Regions from separate parts of the Zea mays genome. Here region 2 is linked to region 1. The links are chromatin contacts, called in public Hi-C maps. All regions are on one chromosome and are shown on one strand. Each heading gives the region's core, a stretch centred on a gene start, on an enhancer-like site or on the middle of the called end of the contact. The rest is flanking DNA. Distances are from core to core; before and after follow the strand shown. Region 1 holds the start of LOC100278591. Region 2 holds the start of LOC100282627.

What was found. A called contact is a pair of places that touch in the nucleus more often than the background predicts.
Region 2: a Hi-C map of ear shows a contact between it and region 1, with 2.0 times the contacts expected there. The contact joins the promoter of LOC100282627 here to the promoter of LOC100278591 in region 1. A contact is called at or near these places in 2 of 25 Hi-C or Micro-C datasets (ear and leaf).

Annotation. Positions count from the first base shown.
Region 1 is chr1:301,736,069-301,740,849 of Zm-B73-REFERENCE-NAM-5.0, reverse strand. LOC100278591 reads left to right here and starts at 2,341. Exons shown (of 3, transcript XM_020549724.3): 1 at 2,341-3,102; 2 at 4,570-4,781. The coding sequence starts at 2,676.
Region 2 is chr1:301,879,756-301,883,898 of Zm-B73-REFERENCE-NAM-5.0, reverse strand. LOC100282627 reads right to left here and starts at 2,632. Exons shown (of 7, transcript NR_158978.1): 1 at 2,386-2,632; 2 at 2,139-2,248; 3 at 1,832-2,019; 4 at 1,106-1,264; 5 at 1-628.

The sequences.
Region 1 (4,781 bases), core at 1,092-3,591:
TGAGGCAATGGGGTTAAAGGGCCAAAGTTGATCCCGTTTTGGTGCTTGATGCCAAAGGGGGAGAAAATAAAGGCAAAAGCAATAAATGGATCAGCTACCACTTCAGAGATTTGAAAATAGTAAAGTAGAGCTTTTGTTTTGTCAAAACTCTCTTGTTGTCTCTTTTGTCAAAAGTTGGCTTCTTGTGGGGAGAAGTATTGATTATGGGAAATAGGGGGAGTTTTTGAAATCTTTGATCAATCTCTTTTTGGAATGACTCTCTTTATGCTTCAACATGTGTGTTTGACTTAGAGATAGAGATGTGAGTTTGATTTACAAAAACAAACCAAGTGGTGGCAAACGATGATCCATATATGCCAAAATTGAATAAAACTCAAATTTGTTTTATTTGAAGTGATTTTGAACTTGTTCTAGTTGCTTTATGTTGTGTTGGCATAAATCACCAAAAAGGGGGAGATTGAAAGGGAAATGTGCCCTTGGGCCATTTCTAAGTATTTTGGTGATTGAGTGCCAACACAAAGTGCTTAAATGTGAATCTATGCCCATGGATGGACAAGTTGCAAATCACAAGTAAAGGTATGTTTCTAAGCCTTAGTACATTGGTTTTGTGTACTAACATACTTATCTAAGTGTTAGAAACAGAGAGAAGAAGGAAGAAGAAGAGTTGGCTGTGTACAGCCAAAAGGCTGCTTCGGTCTGGGGCACCAGACAGTGTCCGGTGCGCCAGGCTGCCTCGGGCGAAGAGGCCGCTCTCGGGAATTTTGCCGACGGCGTACGACTATAATTCACCGGACTGTCCGGTGTGCACCGGACTGTCCGGTGAGCCAACGGTCGGCCGAGCCAACGGTCGGCCGCGGAATCTGCGCGCGACACGTGGTCTGGCCAACGGTCGGAAGGAGGCACCGGACTGTCCGGTGTGCACCGGACTGTCCAGTGCGCCAGATCTGCAACAGTCGGCAACGGTCGGCTGCGCCTGTTAAGGAAAGAAATCGGGCACCGGACAGTGTCCGGTGTGCACCGGACTGTCCGGTGCGCCCGACGACAGAAGGCAAGGATGGCCTTCCAGATTTGTTCTCAACGGCTCCTAGCTGCCTTGGGGCTATAAAAGGGACCCCTAGGCGCATGGAGGAGAGAACCAAGCATTCCTTGAGCACTCTTGATCACTCACACATCAATCTTGCGCACTTGTTCGACATTCTAGTGATTTGAGCTCCGTTCTAGTGTGCTAGTTTCTTGAGCTCAAGTCTGGGTCTTGTGTGTGCGTATTCGCTGTGATCTTTGTGTCGTGTGTGAGTTGCTAATCCCTCCCTTGCTCCGTGATTCTCTGTGAACATCTTTTGTAAGGGCGAGAGGCTCCAAAGTGTGGAGATTCCTCGCAAACGGGATTGAGAAAAGAAAAGAAGAACACCGTGGTATTCAAGTTGATCATTGGATCACTTGAGAGAAGTTGAGTGCAACTCTCGTCCGTTGGGACGCCACAACGTGGAGTAGGCAAGTTTTGTACTTGGCCGAACCACGGGATAACCACCGTGTCATCTCTGTGATTGATTTCTTGTGGTTATTGTGTTTTGACTCCTCTCTAGCCACTTGGCCATAACTGTGCTAACACTTAACGAGTTTTTGTGGCTTAAGTTTTGAAGTTTTACAGGATCACCTATTCACCCCCCCTCTAGGTGCTCTCACCATTGCCACCTATCAGTGTCGTAATGGACATGTATTGGATGTGTATGTAGCTGGTACATGGTAGGTTATAAAGGAGGCATTTGGGCTAGTAAGAAGATCCACTCTGGTACTTTTTTGCTCACGACCGAGATTGTAGCCCTAGCAACCCTCCCTCTCTGTTCGCCCCTGCATGGGACCACCAGATTGTGGCGCTAGAGAGTCTTATAAGGTTAGTATGACCTATGTTGATTTAGCTCAGAGCGACTAGAGTTAAGGTCAACCTGGCCTGAGTGACCACTGACCATGTTGGTTCTCACTTTGGTCGATCTAAGGTTGAGGTTGACCTGGTCAGGGTAACCAAGTCCAGGTTTGTCTAGGATGATTGAGGTTGGGATCAACTTGATCAGGATAAGTAGATCAAAGTTTGCTTGAGATGGCCAGGACAATTAATGATATAAACAAATCGTCAGATATATTTATTTGGTAAAACATCCCTTTATTCTGTCTCTTCTAGCAAAAAATCATAAAAAATTAGACTTATGTGAAATCAAATACTACGAAAATTTAAAAGGTCACCAAATCATTTCCACCTAGGACCCTTAGGGCATGTACGACCTAGAGACTAGTTCAGATTTCCAACTATAAAAGACATCTAAAAGACTATATGACACAATCATAAACTCTTAAATTATAAATAAAGTTAATACACAATATATAGAGAGAGTTTATATGAAGATGGACTCTTCGTGAAGAGTTCACTTAGCCTTCTATAGATTTTTAAAAGACACCTCATTTAATTGGGTTTTACATGGAGGTGGAAGTACTTATCATGACTGATGTTCATACAAAGGCAGGTTCACATGGTGAGGTTGCCGAATGCCGAGGCAGCGCAGCCGGCGCCCGGCAGCCACCGCTAGAGGCGGCCGGCGTCTCTCGCAAATACCCTACAAGGACAACGCCACAACGGCAAGGTTTCAGAAAGGAAAAAAAAGAAAGAGGCAACGGCAAGTCAAATGCAGAGCGGGAGTGCGGGACACCAACCCAGGCGCCTAAAGCTAAAGGCCCTCTCCAAAACCACGCCGCGCCGCCGCATTCCCGCAAGCATCTCGCCGGCGGAGGCGGCGCTCCCGATGCTCGAGTCTGACGTCCAACTCGGTAGCTCCCGTGCGTACCCGGGGGTCCGGGCCCCCGGAGCGTCCAAGGAAGCGCAAGAGGGGCACCGAGGCCCCGTCGCCCAGGCGCGCGACGCGGAGCTCGGCGGCGGCGCAAGTGGACGTGGAAGGCGCGGTGGCGTGGGCACGGCGCGCGGCCGCGGGGGAGCGGTCGGTGGTGTGCGGGCGCAACCGTCGCCTCGACGTCGACTTGGAGTCGCTGGGGACGGTGATCCTGTTGTTGTGGTGTGTGCGCTCCCAGCTCAACCCCGACATGCCTTTCTCCGAGGTGACCGCTCTTTCTGGGCCGAACTGCAGGGTTCTCTCGACGCGTTCGAATTCTTGGGATTTGCTTGCACGAGGATCGCCGTCGCTCTCGTAAAATTTTATTCTAAAATGGACCAAATATTATCGGTGTTTTTAGGCTTGCCGTAGTTCCGATCCGCTCAGGAAAAAGTTTCGTTAGGTGTCTTTCACTCGCCACCATTGAATGCCTCTGTATTCGTTAGGACACGTAATTATCAGCTGTTGTCTCTTCATGCGTCTCGCTTGCTGTAAGCCTGTAACCGTTTCTTCAGAGCGAGATTCTCTGCTGTCTGGATGGCAATTGGTTCGTCTGCATCTTTCATTTCTCGTGTCAGATTCTGTATCCGAATAACATGCCATTTTTAGTTGGAAGGGCCAAGATTGTCTGTATCTTCCATTTCTCGTGCGTTATTAATTCTGGTATTGTTTGATATGACAAATTTTGCCTCTTGAGCATGCTTAAGATGATCAAATGGAGAGTGGTGCTACTAGTTTCCACATTATTGTGGTGGGATTATCTTGGTCATGGTTCCCATGTCAAGATTACGTCACATTGACGGATGGTGGTTTTATTGGATGAAATTATTGGCTGGAGTTGTGTGTTTGTGAAAGAAATCGTTGAACTGTTGCCATCATCGTCAAGTTCTGCTGCTGCCTTGTCATTAATGTTTTTCACTGTTACCTTGTTTCAGATTTCTGATGGTGTAGTTCTTGTTGTTTCATTATTTCCTTGATTGAGATTTTCTGATTGTGTCACACGACACGCCTAGTTAGTATGTATACTGGAATATTGCACTGTTAGTTTTATTACCACTCTCATTGTCGACGTTGCAATTTGTAGAACGTCTACTGTGACTTTGTAGGAAGAATATTTTTTGCTTAATTAAATTATTATTATAGTTAGATTTTCATTGATTTTGTGGGAAAAGGATTCAGGCAAGGCGTTGGTTCTTGATGTTTTATTCTATCACTTATCATGTGTCTTCCGTTGGTTATGTTTGATTATGGAAGAAAGAATACAAGGAGCCATGATCTGCGCTGTCCGATGACAGTCAAATCAGATGATTTAACAAGTGCAAGTGCTTGTGTATAGATGATAGTTCATAATAATTATTTGTGTTCATGCTTCAGGAAATAAGGTATCATAGCTGTAGATATGTGCTCCTGGTCATGCATGAGTGGATTGGTTCTTAGATTTGCTAAATTGTCATATATCAAGGGTCTTTGACTAGTAATGCTATGTAGAAATGTGTGAAAATTGTTTGCCATAAGACTGATTTTTTTGTGCCCATCTCTTCTGTCAATGAAAAACATATATCGCTGATCCCGTTTCCAGTGTCAGTCTTGATAAATATTTGTTGTTATTACTGTTTGGTGCCTCCCAACTTTTCATCTACCATTTTAAAGTTTTGTTCAAATCATTATCTAATTCATTTCTGGATGCTAACAGAAACAAAAAAGAAACCACAAATAAGCACAAAGAAACATATTGGAATAGACCCTGTCAGATGTCAAGCTGCTGTCCCTGAGTGGATTAATGACCCATCTGAGGAATGTAAGGCTAACTACAGAAATGATAATGATACCTTGCAAAGGATGGGCACAGTGGTCAGGCTGCCACCCACTTTGGAGCCACCGAAGGCAAGGAAAGCAGTGAATGAC
Region 2 (4,143 bases), core at 1,383-3,882, 140 kb before region 1:
CAGGCATTGTGGTCCTTGCGGAGGCGCGCCCACCATCCTAGCTGAAGATTAACCAGTAAACAACTTCCTCGGCAAAAACCACGCAATTGGCACCAACACAATCCAGTCAGACGGTTTCAGTGATGATAACTAAAAATGACACCGATCTGAAGAGCGAAAAAGAACACCAGATGTAATCAAATGGAGGCATATAAAGAAACTTATCTGAATAAAGCAGCAGCACGAGCAGCAGCCGAAGGCAACTACATTCAAATATCAAAATTTAACAGCACTGGTTGTGTTGCAATTTAAGAGTACAAACGTCAATCCCCCACGGCCTCTTGCACCATTTGTGTTCTTTGTAAACACTTCTTTCATGGCATCACTCTCTGCCGTGCCTTGACCGCTTGCGATCCTCATGTTCCACATCATATCTGCGTCTTTCTGATTTTGCTTCTCTTCCTCTGTCGGATCTGTCATCGTCCCTCTGCCTCTCACCTCGTGATCTCTCAGGTGAGTTGTCACGCCTGAATCTGTCCCGATCTTCTGCTCTTCTATCATCATGCCTACTCCTAGATTCTCGGTCTCCATACCGCTCTGATCTCGATGGTCCACCATCCCTAGAGTCCCGACGACTGTTTGCATTTCTCTGAAAGCATAATTTGCAACCATCAGAATATGTGGGCAACTACTCTATACTCACAGAAAAAGGTTACTGATAAGCTACAAGCTCAATTATACTAGGATACATATTTCCCGCCAAACAAAATAGGACCAAAGGGATCAGCTGATGTTACACTAGCATTTAGAAGCATACACACATGTGAAAATAACTAACGGAGATTGTATCACAAGTGTGCGTGCTTTTTATTTATAAGAAAAAAGCTTGATTTGCATTTGCAAGTTCCAATTACAGGTTCGTAGCATATCTATAAACAAGGAAATATTGGGTATGCTTGCAAGAAACATTAAGTGAAATTGACAAGATAGATGACACCAATTTTCTAGCTAGTAATGCATATGAAAATAATGTTTTTATAAAAAACACAAATTACTGCAAGTATTGGTTTGCATACTGTGCATTCCCAGTGAATAATCCTAGAACCAAGGGCATCCATTGACCTACCTGCTCGTCATGCAAAAATTTGCAGGATGCTCCACGGTTGCACTCTCCCTTCTGGAAAGCATAGCACATGCCTCGACTCTTCGGTACATCACTGTGTTTGTCATGCTCCCATCGTGCACCACTATCCTCTTTAGAACCCCAACCGGTGTTTGCATTTCTCTGAAAAATAATAATCCACGAACATCAGAATTTGTCACCAAACCAATAACGATAACAAACCAACATGTTGCTATGCTAGTGATTAGCAACACTATACATATAACGTAGAAATATGACTTTTGAAATTAAGCACAGGAAATAATCTTTCAGGGCATGTTTGGATATGGAGTAATTGGACCCAAACAAATCACAAAAAAAACTATGGTGACACCCCCGACCCCCGGTCTAAAAACAAACAGGGCATTTTGCACAAGCCACAGAATCCCGCAACAGTGCAAAGGAATCTCACAAATGTAAATTTGGGTTTCACCCTGATTAGGCCATTCAGTGATTCAACTGGAGTACATGTTAAGCCATGTTAATGCCAATACTTAGCACATTGAAGCTTATGTTGCTTCCAGCAATCATGACAAAACATCGGTACACTTCATTAAACAGTGGTTGCGAGATGACAGGATACCCATCTCCCCTCAACGACCAAACTGATTGACAAACTGATATATTGATCCTCAAAGACATTACCAGCATCGGTTTGCTACTCATCATGCGAATTCATAGCACACTGACCTGCTCATCATGTGAATATCTGCAGGAAGCTCCGCGGTTGCACTCGCCTTTCTGGAAAGCATAGCAGACTCCACGGGCCTCCCTCTTCTTCTGCAGCTCCTCCTCATCTTCCTCTTCCTTCTTCTTGTACTTGCTCACATGGTCAACCTTTATGATCCTCCCAAGAACTTTAGCTCCATTCAAATTGTCTTTACCATGCGAAATTAGGCAAGCAAGAACGATAAATATTAGGACTGAAGCAAGTAATTAACTGAAACTGAAAACACGTGCGACCAAAGATAAAAAGAGGGGCGAAAAGGATGCTTACCAACAGCAAGAATCGTGCTTCTCTGGTCCTCGTACGCGAGGAACGCGAACCCCTTGGATTTTCCGGTGCCCTTGTCGCGCACGAGGTTCACGTCGACAACCTCACCATACCTGCCAAAGCGGAGAGAGAGAGAGAGAGGGGAGTCGTCAGATCTCCCAGCCGGCCAGCCGGTGTCCACTCCACGGGGATGGGAGGGAGGGGAGGAAAGTAAGGCGTGAAGCGGAGAAGGTGAGGGTCTTCCACTCACTGCGCAAAGATGGCGAGGAGGTCGCCCTCGGTGAGGTCGAAGGGGACGCCGCCGACGTAGACGTAGGCCGAGTCCTTAAACTTGGCGTGCCACGACGCGTCCTCGCCGATGCCCAGGAGCGCCTCCTTCTGGTTGATAATCTGCGTCCGCTTCACCTGCGTGAGGGGATTCATCGCCGCCGCCCCGGCCGCCGGCGCCGCGCCGCCGACTACTCGAACAGCGGCGGATTGGAAGACGAAGGGGGGAGTCGTGTCGGTCAGTCGGTGTTTGGGGTCGAACGGGCTTTTGGATTTCGCTAGACCTGATTTGATCAAGGGTCGGGCCAAGAAAACCGTGCTGCCCGGCCCGCGGCCCACCCTAGCGGAAAGTATGCAGTCGTTCGATTGATCCACTCATCTATAATGTTTTTTAGGGTGATTTGGCTCTGACTTTTACCCTTAAAAATCAAAACCTAAATCAAAAGAATGATTTAGGGAGAAGTTTTTTCTAAAATCCGACTTTTTCGATTGCGCTGAACTGAAAGCATCTTTAGGCCTGTTTTTAACTGTTTTCAGATGGAATCGTGAATATATATAGAAAACTTTTAGGGGCTTAATTTCTACCAAATAGTTTTTAACTTTTTAACAATTCACTTCTCGTATCTTTTTCCACAACTCACAGCTAACATCAACTTTTTTCACCACCACAGTCCAACTATATATATTCCTCTATTTTTGAAACTGTCATTTTTGATGGTGCCTTTAGTGACACTAGAATAAGTGGCGCCGAGACAATAGAATTCTTGAATAAATTGCTATATACCTTTCATATAAATTGTTCTCGAGTTTTGGCAGATTGGGGCAATAGTAATAAAATACTTTAGGTGTGCATGAGACTATCACGATAATTAATGAGCATACAATATATGTTGTTCTAACCAGGCACACCAATCCATCCTTGCAGAAGCCATTGGCCATCCCGGCAAACCAAGAAATCTTTGTGGTAATGCTTCGTGACCTCGTCTTTGTAGCCATCCAGAAGAGGCATGTTCGTTCGTTTCTTGCCTGCCACTGTCTATACTTCTTAGGGCGCAGCACAAGGTCGCTGCCCTCACAGGAGATGCCATTGAACACGTAGCATCCCATAACGAGTTTCTCGAACACCAGTCGAGATTCGCTCTCCCTCGGTAAGGTTGCGTCCAACATGTCGAACATCGCCGTGCAGTAGAAGAGTATCTCCCGAAACCGTGACAGGAAGGAGGAACCATAAGGGCCTGTTCGGCAGCTCAAGAATGAATCCAGGCTAGGAACAGTTACAAGCCAGGATTCAGTGAATCCGGCCCTTTCACTTGTTCCGGATATGTAATTAATCCGGCTGGAATGAATCAAGGGAAGCAATTTTTATCTGTTTGGTAGCAAAGGATTGAATCCTGTCACTTCAGTTGAAAGAAAGCAAATTTTCAGCCACACACTGACAGCGGTAGTAGGCGATGTCGGACCACAACAAAAAAAATTGTGATAAATTTTTTTTATCCAACTCTGGTATCATTCCTGTACTATGATAGGCATCATTCCTTTTGAATCTTAGGCTCCACCATGATGGAAGGGCACCAGCAGACAACAAATGCAGGATTACTGTGTACAATGAAACAAGCACAGTGTTGTTGAAAGTCCCATTGACAACCATCCTATGATCTCCACCTCTAGCTTTGAGCACCAAACTTTGTACAAAGGACCTAAATACAGAGCCTGGAGGCTGAGGCGTAGACATTGGTGGAAT